3 separate regions of the Sus scrofa genome follow, and all the other regions are linked to region 3. The links are chromatin contacts, called in public Hi-C maps. All regions are on one chromosome and are shown on one strand. The core of a region is the stretch at or near the end of the contact, and the rest is flanking DNA. Distances in the headings are between cores, read along the strand shown.

Region 1 (3,921 bases), core at 119-2,618, 190 kb before region 3:
TGGGACCAGGGAAACGGGGAATTCATAAAATTTCAGAAAGAGGAATCCCTAGGTTACAAACTGCAGTTTCCTGAATAAAGCTAAGGCAGACTTGGACTCAATCCATAATTATAAATTATAATTATTCATATCTATAAAACACTCCGCATTTAACAGAATGCTTTCACTTACGTTATCAAAGGTGATTTGATCTTCACAATAAATCCTGTGGCACAGTGGATATTATACCTTCCAATTTCCGCAGGACAAATTTTTGGCTCAACTGGGTAGATGATTTCACAAAGATAACTAGCTGTGAGAGGGAATCCAGTAGCCTCACTCTAGCTTCTAATGCATTAATCCGGTGTCCAGGATGGTGCCTGGGACATAGTCAATGTTCAATAAATTCAATACATGTGTTTTGAATGAATGAATGACTCCTAGAACCATGTTCTTTTCCTCTTTTCAAGAAGGACAAAATGTCAAAGCTGGAAAAATACATTCAACTCTCTCACTTTACAGGTGAACCACCACCAAATATTTATGCATTTAAATAATCTACCTGACCTGATCCTGTCTGTAAACAGAATCGGATAGGATGAAAGTAACCACAACCAAAATGAATGACGAAATTGATGTAATCATGGAGATAACCTGCAGTAGTCTGACGGTAACCTGAATCACCCTAAACCTTCCGAATGCCAAGGAAGTCTCTAGAAGCTTGGAGTTTCATTTGTGTCCTGCTTTTGGATCTACAGAATACACGGATCTGTTGGTTTTCACTGCCTCTCTCCATACTTCTCTTTCTCTCTTCCTCCATCCCTCCCTCACTCTCTCTCTCAAACTTCTCTAAGCAGCCCTAAGCACTTGAAGCTTTTACAAGAGAAATATCCAACACTGATTAACTTTGGCACTCTTCATTAGTCCTTTTTTAAAACAGTTTCAATCTACACACCACAAAACCCAGCCGTTTTACTTATACAATTAAATTATTTTCACTAAATTTTCAGAACTCTGCAACCATCACCACGTTTGGTCTTTAATCAGAGTTTCTGAAGTTTAAGAAAGGTTTCAAAATATTCTTTAGTGGTCTCATAAACTTATAATAATTGCAATTGATACTGAATGTAGGCAAGATAGAATTTTGTTTTTCCAAAATCCTGGGTCCCCCTCGGCCAGAATATTCAGTTACTATATTAAGCCCAGGGAACCGGAATCACAAGATCTATAGGCTCTCATATGATAAAATACCTACCTACACTTCTTAGGCCGCAGAGTTTTCGCCTTACAGACCCACAACCCATTAGTGGGCGGGGTCTCATTCTCTGGAAATCTTGGCGAAGGGAGAGGGCCCCTCCCAGAGGTCTTCCGGAAAGGGGCGGGTCTTGCCTTCCGGAACTTTTCGGACAGAGGCGGAGCCTTCTGCCGAGGGTCGTTCGGAAGAAGGCGGGGCCTACCTCGCATCAGGACCAGTCTGGCTGCACCTGCATCCTTAGCTCAGAGCATCCCTGGAGCATCTTAAGAGGCGACCGCAGCTGGCAACCAGGGACCAGACCGTCGCAGGAGGCGTCCGCCAGATACCTTCCCCCTCCCCTGACCTAGCGCTCTGCAGCGGCGGCCTAGGTACTGACCGGAGGTTCCCAGAGTTGCCTGACCAGTGCAAACGCGTTAATAGCAATAGCCTCCGATTACGACATGGCTGAGATCACCAATATCCGACCTAGCTTTGGTAAGTAGAATCTGGCAAACTAAGCTTGGGGTAGGCGAAACCGTTGCAAAACCAAGGGAGCCCAGGGGCTGGGCAGAGAGTGAAACCAAGACCAGGACCTTCAGGTGCTATCCGCTCTAAAATCGGGCCTGTGGTGATGCGTAGTAGGCAGTGGGCAGACCTGAACTTGAGCTATGGGCTGCAGGGGCTGGGAAGGCCAGAGCCACACCGAGGTTGGGGAGGTTCGGGATGCTAAAACCTTGTATGGTGCACTGTCAGCACTGCTGGAGGTGAGAAACAGAGAGCTTGCGGAGGATGTGAACCCCTCCTTCTGGGGGAGGAGAGGTGGGGTAGGCCGAGCCCTCCCCCTTGGGGCACGCAGGGCGGTGCCCCTTCCTCCTCCTCCCACTCCTTCAGGGCTGCGGGGGAGGGAGGTGGCAAGGGGATGGGGCATCAAGATGGCAGCTTGGAGACTGTGGGCTGTGTGGCTGGGAGCCAGGGGAGGTGGCGGCCTCTGGGGAGAGAAGGGTGCGGGGGTGGAGAGCCAAAAGCAAGCCACTCCTTAAGCCGGTCAGCTGGATGCTGGGGCTAGGAGAAAACGTGAGCCCTGCAATTTCTATTCTGCATCGTAATGGTGGGGTCCTCCTATGCTACCAAATGGCGCTTGGCGCTGCTGGGCTAGGGGATGACGTGATGTCTATTTCTGGGCCTCCTGGCAGCGCCTAGGCTCTTCTTCCCGGGCCTTTGTTCCCTGTTTCCCTAGACTGGTTTTTCAAAAAGGGGGACTCACCCGCTCTGGTGCTGGCGGGGGCCTGATCCAGGCCGGAGGGGGAGGGGCGAAAAAGGCTGAGCCCTGGGGAGGCCGCTTTGTGTACCAGAGAAAGCATTACGTCATCTCGGAGCCGCTGGTCCCCGACCCAGCCCTACGGGCTCGGAGATCAGTTACGCTCCCTGGAGCAGCGAGTGGGGTGGAAAATAGGGAAGCAGATGGGAAAGAGAAGCTCGAGAAGAAGCAAAGTTTTTCCTCTTGGGAGATTCCTCCAAAATGTGCTAGGGTAGCAAACTTCCTGTGCTATGCTTTCCTGGACCAAAAATAAAAAAAGAATTGCCCTGCTTCGCCCTCAGTCCTACCCCAGTTTGGACGGGAGAAGCCAGTGAGAGTTGCTGTCAGCGAAGGGTGCTGTCATTTCCCTTAAGAGAGTCTATCCCTCAGACAATCCAGAAGGTTTGAGCCTCCAGACTCCAGTGTTTAGGGTGGGGCCTCGATCCAACTAGGAAATGGCTTTTCCTACTCCAGCGAAAGGTTTATGGAAATGAACAGAGCCCAGTGTGCTCTATCCCCTTAATGCCAGGAAGAAGCCATCAGATCAGAGAAAGTACACAAAACAACAGATCACACCCATTACTCCTTGTTCCCGCTGATTCCCCAAGGCCTAAATCTTGATTCTGTTGTTGTTGTTGTTTTGGTTTTTTTTCTCTCTTCCACTTCACCTTCTGCATTTTTATTCTTTGAGTTCTAAATTTCCAAAATAGATGTCCCTTTTGTGACCACGTGAGCACCCTGTGATTTTTCTTCTTGCTCTTTCTTTTCCTTCTTATGCCTTCTTTCCAACATATTCTTTTCTCTAATTGCAGTTTCACATTCCCTGGGAAGTTAGATGGTGTAGAGCATAATGTAGTGATCTCATCGAGAAGGAGTATTAGTAGAAAAAAGAAAAGTGTTTTATGTACTACATTTTATTTACTCCTTACAAATACCCTCCTGTGTATTCATTATTATGTATATTTGCCCAGGAAACTGAGGCTAAGGGAGGTAAAATAACATGGCTCAAGTCAAACAAACTAGTTAGGGTAGTGCTAGGATTAAAACCAATTTCCAGTTGATGCCAAAGTTTCTTCTCATTTCACTGTGTCACGCTGGCCTACTTGACAGGGAAAAGCTATTTTAGCAAAGGAACTGTCAATAAGCAGGTCTGGTCAGAGGCTGAAGAGTTGGACAAAGCCCAGATGTGTCTTGCAGATCTTTAAATCCATACAGAGGATCTCCTCCACAGAGAACTGCTACTTGTGCTTTTTCACCTATCTCATAAAGTACTTTATTTCAAACCCCATAGCCCTTGAGAGATACACCAAGCCAACACTCAATTATCCATGACCTTGGAGGACAAAAGGAGCAAGCAGCATGGGTCACTGCAGTTTACAACTACTTGAAAAACACTGACTTCAGCCATTAG
Region 2 (3,589 bases), core at 211-2,710, 140 kb before region 3:
GTGAAGAAAGACCTTGCTGTGTAATGAACTTGAGGTATAAGGAAGTAAATGAAGGGCTTCTAGTGGAACAAGTCCAGGCTCTGCATGTCTGGGTTGTAAGAGTTCAGCAGGCTGGCTCTACTTGTTTTTCTGCTTCCTTTTGTGGAAGTTCAGACCAGCTGACTCATAGTTACAGAGTTAGTCTCAAATCAGACCCTTAAAGAAATGATAGCAAAAGCCTTCTGTTAAGTGGCCTTTAAACTTTTCCTTTAATCTGACGATACAGTAGAGCAACCATAAAAATAAAACAAAGTGTCCCAGTAATATTTAATAAAAAACAGACTAAGATGGCTTATGTACATATAAAGTTAAGCTAAGAAAAAAAAGTCATTTGCTTATCAACTGCCATGTTATTCTTGTTAAGTAAATCTAAACCAGACACCCAAAAGGCTCAAAATATAAATGGTCTAAAACTGTTTCAAAAACTGACACCAAGGCCTTTTTATGGGGTTTAGTGGAAAAACCTAAGTGACAGTCTGACTTACCAATGGTGGGGTCATGATCTTCTGGAAATCGGTGGCTGATGAACTGCATGGTCATGGCTTTAAAACAAGAAGCGAAAGTTAAAATAAATACAAAGATGACCAACAGAAAGAACTGCAAGTATCAATATTGCAGGACAGTCTCCTACTTGGTTTTCGGGGAGGGCATCTGTTGTGAGCATTTTTCATTCTTACTTCTTTAAAATGGAAAATGTCACCTACCGCTTTTCCCTACACCGCCAGCACCTAGCATCACTAGTTTGTATTCCCGTGACAGCCCTGCAGGGCTGTTACAGCTACCAACTGGGCGAGTTCCAGAATCCATTGTCCTCTTGGAGAATCCTGGGCTGCCCGGAGGAAAAGGCACCTGGAAAGAAAGAAAATATTTAATCCAGGATGGAGACCCCGTGACGACAGTCCTAGAGCCAGTGCCCTACCCCTGCTCCCTTTCTGGCGACCCTCAGGCAACACGTAGCCTCACCTTCCCTCCAGGGCAGCTCAGACCCATGACATATCATAGATTTTCTGAATTACTACTTTTTTTCAAAAAAGAATAAAAAGAGACAAAGAAATTTGGCATTTCTTTGCAGACTGGGACGCCGGCACAGCAGGAGGGAGCCCAGTGAGAAAGTGCAGTTTGGGACTTAGGCCTCAGGGTTTCCTCTCAAGCCCGCGGTACCCGGAGGTTCAGCCCCCTCTCCATTCCCCTCGGAGGCTGCTCTCCTCCCCCGGCAGCACCTCGCGCCGCCATCAAGCCCCCCACCCTTCCGCCTCACAAGCCAACCCCTCCGCTGCTCGTACCCGTCGGAAGGTTAAGGCCACTGCCGGGTCTGATCACCCACTTCGTCCTCGGTCCTCCTCATTCGCGGCGAGGATCTGGCACTGACCTGTGACCCCTCCCGCAGCTGGGGAAGATGGCGCCAGCAGCGCCCGCGTCTCAGCAGGAGGGGCGGGGCCGCCCTCGTGACGCAGGGGACTGGCCCCGCCTCCTCCGGGGAGGACCATCTCCTGCCAGGTCCTCAAACCCCGCTCATCGCTGAAGGCCCTGGGGGAGTGCCACACTCAGCGCCCCCCTCTGCCACAAAACTATTTACACCAAAGTCAAGCAAGGAGGATGTGATAAGGGGCACACTGGAGACTTCTACAATAACAACTTGCCCAGGACCATTTATGAGAAAAACAAATTTGGCCAAATGTAATGAGGAAATGGGCACCTGCCAACCCCCCCCCCAAACAGGACCAAGGTGTTATTGCTTAGTAACAAAAAAAAGCACCTGGCTTTGACTTTACAGCAATAAATTAAGACACTATCAATTCTGTTCACCTGTATTTAGGTGGGTAACACATAGAAGTACTAGAAGGAACTTTATATGGGCAAAATTTTCTGTTGCAACTTCTGCCCATCCTTCTTCCTTTCTAAGCATGTTTTTCCAAGAATACTTATATTTCCTGGAGTTCCCGTGGTGGCTCAGTGGGAATGAACCCAACTAGCACCCATAAGGACACAGGTTCGATCCTTGACTTTGCTCAGTGGGTTAAGGATCCAGAGTTGCCGCGAACTGTGGCTCAGATTCGGCACTGCTGTGGCTGTGGTGTAGGCCGGCAACTACAGCTCCGATTCACCCCCTAGCCTGGAAACTTCCATATGCAATGGGTGCAGCCCTAAAAAGCCAAAAAAAGAAAAAGAATACTTTCACTCAGTCCTTTTAACCACATTCAATAAAGGAGGGCAAGAAAATGAAAAGGAAAAACATCCACCATAACAATCCTTTACATTTCACTTGGACTTTGCAGGGTTTACTTTGAAAAGTCATAAAACACTTGGAACTAAAAGAAAAAAATTAAAAAAACAAAAAACAACAACTTGGAACTAAATGCAAACTCTTGGGTCCAGGTATGTATTTTTCTGATGGGGGTTATAGTATGCTGTGAGCAAAAAAGTTTATGAATTTTAGTGCATGGATACGTTGTGGAAGAAAGAACAGAGAAACCACAAGCAGAATATTTATACATTTATTTATAATGAAATTATGTTCTAAATATTTACAACATATAGGAAACCAGAGGATACATTTATACAAAGCCAGCCTGCAAAGTATTCAAATGTGCAAAAATGATAGTTCAATATCTCAAACTACTCCTGGTTCAGCAGACTAGCTCCTTCACTTTCACACATCAATATTTGATACAAAAAAAGTTCTTTTGGCAAAACCTGTAATGCCAAGAAAAAGGACAAGTCGCAATCTCAGTCACTAAGTCCACCATTCTATTGCGAGCAGTCAAATCTCTCTATTTTCGCTGCAACCAGTTCTGAGAGAGACAGACCACTGGGTTTCATTTCTGTGATGAGTTCTGACCAGCTTTTGATCAAGCAGTTTTCTCTGACCCACTTGAAGACAAGGAGCTTAGACGGGCAATAAAAACAGCAATGGCTCTCTGAGACGAGAGTGCCTGAAGGTGCCAGCTTTGGATCATCCCAAAGAAATAAAGAAAACCTTCAATTCCCCAGGATCCAGCTATATTCAACAGTTTTAAATTAGTAAAACCACGTTTTCCAAAACAAAGAATCCAAAAATGAAACAGGGACGCAGGGGTTCTTAGATCTAAGTACTGAAAAGAAAGGATGGTCTTAAAATCATTTCCCCACTAATAAATAGTAAGGCTTTGTTTGGAACCAGTTATTATCAAAATTGACCAAACAGTAGTAAAATACAAATAAAACTTGGTTTACGTCAGAATAAGGGCTATTCATTTGGAAAAGGCTGGACCAGGTCAAGTGTATATCGGAATGACCCTGTTGAACGAGCACATTTCACCAACTGTTAAAAAGCTTCTGAGACAAATCTGTGATTCTAAGTAAATTTTAACAGATGCTATGCCGCTGCAGATTTAAGGATGTTTTAAAAAGAATGGAACCCCTTTAAGAAAGGAGACACTCATCTCTGACTTCTTCAAAGGTCCAAGATGGTTCCTAGGACAGGCCCCAGAGTCTTGTTAAATCGAATGCATGCATTATTGCTAAAGAGTCACCAAGGCTCAAAACTCTTCCACTGTTGCCTATGGGGCCA
Region 3 (3,901 bases), core at 318-2,817:
GGCTGAGAACCAAACGCAACTACCTTGATTTGAAAGAGTAGCAAAGATCCCGGCAGAGGGAAATCCTCCCCCCGCACCGGCCGGGCGTCAGAATGCTGGGCGTTCTCTGAGACGCACAGTAGAAGCCTGGAGCTTTCCTCGCCTGCGCCCCGCGCCCACTATCCGGCCTCCGCACCTTGCCCGGCTCCCACCCTGCCTCAGCGCCTCGAACCCCCGCTAGTAAGCGGCGCAAACACTCCTCTCCAACACAGGGTCCTTCCCCCTTGCCTGTGCAAGGTGTCCTCTTCCAACTCCACCACGCCCCCAGACCAGGCCACAAGGCAAACCCCGGCCTCCCTTCCCAAACACGCGCCACGCTACCCCGGATCGACCTCGCAGGACGCCCCCTACCCGCCGCCTCTTCCCTCCCGCTTCCCCGAGTGCCTGCTGGGCCCCCGCCCTCCTCTCCCCGGCCCTCCCATACGCCCGACGGTCTCAGAGACACCCCCCTCTTCACAGACCACTCCTCCGCACCCCCCCAATCCCCACCACCCGTACTACCTCCTTGACCGAGGCTCGATCGCAGATCACAATTTCCTCCTTGTCCTTAGGGGTCTTGACGGTGACCCGAATCGGGGGCCTCGTCTCGGCCCCGCTCGGCTCCGCCATGCCGCCGCCGCCGCCGCCACCCGGCCGCCCGCCAGCCCGCCCCGGCTCCTCCTCCTCCCCGCCCGCCCGGCGGTGCTCGGCTCCGGCGCCTCCAACACTCCCCTCTCCCCTCCCCTCCCCAAGGCTTCACCGCCCCCTCCGGACCAGCCGCAGCCACAGCGCCCCGGGCGGACCGGGGGGGCCACTGCAGCGGGGTCCGCCCAGGGCCGAGCCCGGGGTCTGCAGCCTGGGCAGGGCCTTGCTGGGCGGCGGCCCCCAAAGGGGCTGCTCCGGACAGGGGCGGGAAGCAAACTCTCCGGGAGAGACCACCGCCCGTGGTAGCCGGTCCGAGTCGCGCTGAGGTGCCAACCCCCCGCCCCCGGGCCCAAAGCTACCCGCCCCCTCCGCGACTAACTCTTTCTCCGGGACAAAGGACTTTCTGTGTCGCCGCTTTATCTCCGTTCCCTATGATAACTGGTCTTTCTTGGAAAGCCCAAATCCTTTCCAGGCCTGAGGCTTCTCCCGACTTGGAGGCTGAATTTTCCACTTCTGGATATCTACCTAAAACCTCTTCTGTAGGATTGACTTAATTCCCCTGAGGGTAGCGGCCTCCAAGAAGTCTATTCAGTACAGTTCCAGAGACCTGGATTTTTGCCTGCATGGCCTTTCTGAGCCTATTTCCTCAATAGCATCTATCTCCTCATCTCACAGAATTATGCATAATGTAGAAAATTGCTTTGAGAAGTAACCCAAGGTATGCCTGACAAGTATAGGAATTTTGTTTTCTTTTAATTACTGAATCGTGGATTGTCAAGCAGATATGACTCCTCTGCCCGAGAGGGTTAAATGTCCTTCCAGTACTGCCACTATCCTTTTACTCCCGCTCTTTTCCCCCATAACCGCGTGGTCTCACTGGAAAGGCGAACTGTAGTTCCCAGGGTGCCTCGCGAAGCTTCGAGGAACTACAATTCCCAGCGCCCCCCGCGGTGAGGCGGGGTTGAGTCAGAACCGCACAGTCAGGCCAGGAAACTACAACTCCCAGGAGTTCTGGAGCCGGGCAGCTGGACTACGGGAAGCGGCAGGCGGAGGCCAGTTATAGGAAACTCCGGGATCAGGTTGTGAAAGCCCAGGGTTAGGAGCCACAGGCATGCTGCGTCCCAAGGCTTTGACCCAGGTGCTAAGCCAAGCTAACACTGGAGGTGTCCAGAGCACCCTGTGAGTGCGGACCGAGAGGCCGAGCGGCGAGCACTGGAGTGGGGCTGCGCGCGGCTCTCCGAGGGAGGGGTGGGGAAGGCTCTCTGGGAAGGGAGGAGGTGGCAGAGGGGGCAGCCTTTGGGTGAACCGGCGAGAGGGCCACTCTTGAAAGAGAAACTGACGTGCTGGGTGTTTGGGGCATGTTCTAGGACACACTCAACCCAGACCCTTGCTTTCTAGGAGCGCCGGTGGGCGAGTTGGGATGGAAAGTCAGGTATTTTACTCCCCATCCTGAGCACGTTGATATCCGTTCTGATGCTTTTCCAGGCTGCTGAATAACGAGGGATCTCTGTTGGCCTACTCTGGTTACGGGGATACGGACGCCCGAGTCACTGCAGCCATCGCCAGTAACATCTGGGCGGCCTACGACCGGAACGGGAACCAAGCATTTAACGAAGACAATCTCAAATTCATCCTCATGGACTGCATGGTATGGAGAGGGGAGCCATTTCCTCTGTCCCTAAGGGGACCCCCAAGGGGCACCCTGGACCCCATCCTGGATGGTTGGGGCCCAGGGACAGGATTTCTGGAAGATTACTAAGAGTTGGTCTGCAGCAGCATTTATAATAGGCAGGACCCTATGTATCAAGTGGTGATGAGGAAGGAGTATTGGACCCGAGGTCTGGCTGGGTTCTAGTCTCAGCCAGCCACTTGCCATTTGTGGAACCTTGGGTAAGTCACAAGCTTTTTTACCACATCTCCAGTGTGAAAATAATCCCCACCACCACATCACGCACACAGGGTTGTTGTGATCAAATGAAAGGGTAGGTGTAAACTGTAGAGTGATATGCAGACACAAAGTGTTGTCATCTGAGATTCTCAGACTCAGAAGCATGGCAAAGTGTCCAGACCCTAGTCCAGTTCCTTCAGTTTACAGAAAAAGGAGATAAAGTCCAGAAAGAGGAAGCGCCATTAGACTGAATTTCTTGGGAACAGAACCTGTCTCATTCACCTTTATATCTGTTCAGTTAACAAATTTTTAGGTCCTTGCAGTATTCTCAGGACCTGGGAAAAAAATAGCAAACAGGACAAACAAAAACTGCAGCCCTAATGTCTCATATATGCCTTAAAATAAGTAAAATATGTATGTTTGTAAAATCAGTTCATAAATATGTTTTGTAACATACATACATAAGTTTAAAAAGTAGTATGTGGAGTTCCCGTCATGGCTCAGTGGATTAAGAACTAGTATCCAGGAGTTCCCGTTGTGGTGCAGCAGAAAAAAATCCTACTAAGAACCATGAGGTTGCAGGTTCAATCCCTGGTCTTGCTCAGTGGGTTAAGGATCCAGCGTTGCCATGAGCTGTGGTGTAGGTCGCAGACTCAACTTGGATCTGGTGCATTGCTGTGGCTGTGGCATAGGCTGGCAGCTGTAGCTCTGATTATATCCATAGGCTGGGAACCTCCCTATGCTTCGGGCGTGGCTCTAAGAAGCAAAACAAAACAAAAAACTGGTATCCATGGAGATGAAGGTGGATCCCTGGCTGGCTCAGTGGGTTAAGTATCCGGCATTGCTGCAAGCTGCAGCATAGGTCTCAGATTCGTCTCAGCTCCCATGTCTGCTGTGTCTATGGTGTAGGCCAGCAGCTGCCACTCTGATTCCATCCTTAGGCCAGGCACTTCTGTATGCTGCAGGTGCGGCCCTAGAAAGAAAGAAAAAGTAGTATGTTAGGTATTGAAAATGCTGTGGAGAAAAAGCAAGGAAGTGAGAGAGGGACAATATTACTGCAAAGGGGACAAGTCATCATAGATCTAAAGGAAGCTGGCAAGCCATATGGCTGTCTGGGCGAAGAACATTTCTGACAGAGAGAACAGTAAGTACAAAGGCCCTGAGGCAGAGGCACAATGATGCCTGGTCAAGAATCAACAAGGTTGAAGTGGCTGGAGTAGCGAGAGAATGGGAGAGGTTAGTAGATGAGGCCAGAGAGGCAGGAGATGCAGCATCTGGTTCTAAGCACACAGTGGATATTTAGTGAAAGTTTTCTGAGCCAAACTGAAAAGTCCCCAAGAGTGAACTTTC

Evidence for each region. A called contact is a pair of places that touch in the nucleus more often than the background predicts.
Region 1: a Hi-C map of liver shows a contact between it and region 3, with 5 times the contacts expected there. The contact joins the promoter of SYT11 here to the promoter of LAMTOR2 in region 3. A contact is called at or near these places in 1 of 5 promoter capture datasets (liver), 7 of 47 Hi-C or Micro-C datasets (blood, embryonic fibroblasts, heart right ventricle and 2 more) and 1 of 2 datasets of contacts at active chromatin or transcription factors (alveolar macrophages).
Region 2: a Hi-C map of embryonic fibroblasts shows a contact between it and region 3, with 4 times the contacts expected there. The contact joins the promoter of RIT1 here to the promoter of LAMTOR2 in region 3. A contact is called at or near these places in 1 of 47 Hi-C or Micro-C datasets (embryonic fibroblasts) and 1 of 2 datasets of contacts at active chromatin or transcription factors (alveolar macrophages).

The regions. Positions count from the first base shown.
Region 1 is chr4:94,160,538-94,164,458 of Sscrofa11.1, reverse strand. SYT11 (synaptotagmin-11) reads left to right here and starts at 1,368. Exons shown (of 4, transcript XM_001928804.6): 1 at 1,368-1,708. The coding sequence starts at 1,675. It overlaps GON4L (GON-4-like protein), which reads right to left and starts at 2,572. Exons shown (of 34, transcript XM_021089699.1): 1 at 2,478-2,572.
Region 2 is chr4:94,115,592-94,119,180 of Sscrofa11.1, reverse strand. It overlaps RIT1 (Ras like without CAAX 1), which reads right to left and starts at 1,460. Exons shown (of 6, transcript NM_001077230.2): 1 at 1,323-1,460; 2 at 744-888; 3 at 525-581. The coding sequence starts at 846. KIAA0907 (UPF0469 protein KIAA0907 homolog) reads right to left here. Exons shown (of 15, transcript XM_001928648.6): 15 at 2,519-3,589. The coding sequence ends at 3,579.
Region 3 is chr4:93,973,227-93,977,127 of Sscrofa11.1, reverse strand. LAMTOR2 (late endosomal/lysosomal adaptor, MAPK and MTOR activator 2) reads left to right here and starts at 1,567. Exons shown (of 4, transcript NM_001243627.1): 1 at 1,567-1,842; 2 at 2,149-2,311. The coding sequence starts at 1,775. UBQLN4 (ubiquilin-4) reads right to left here and starts at 742. Exons shown (of 11, transcript XM_003125701.5): 1 at 541-742. The coding sequence starts at 648.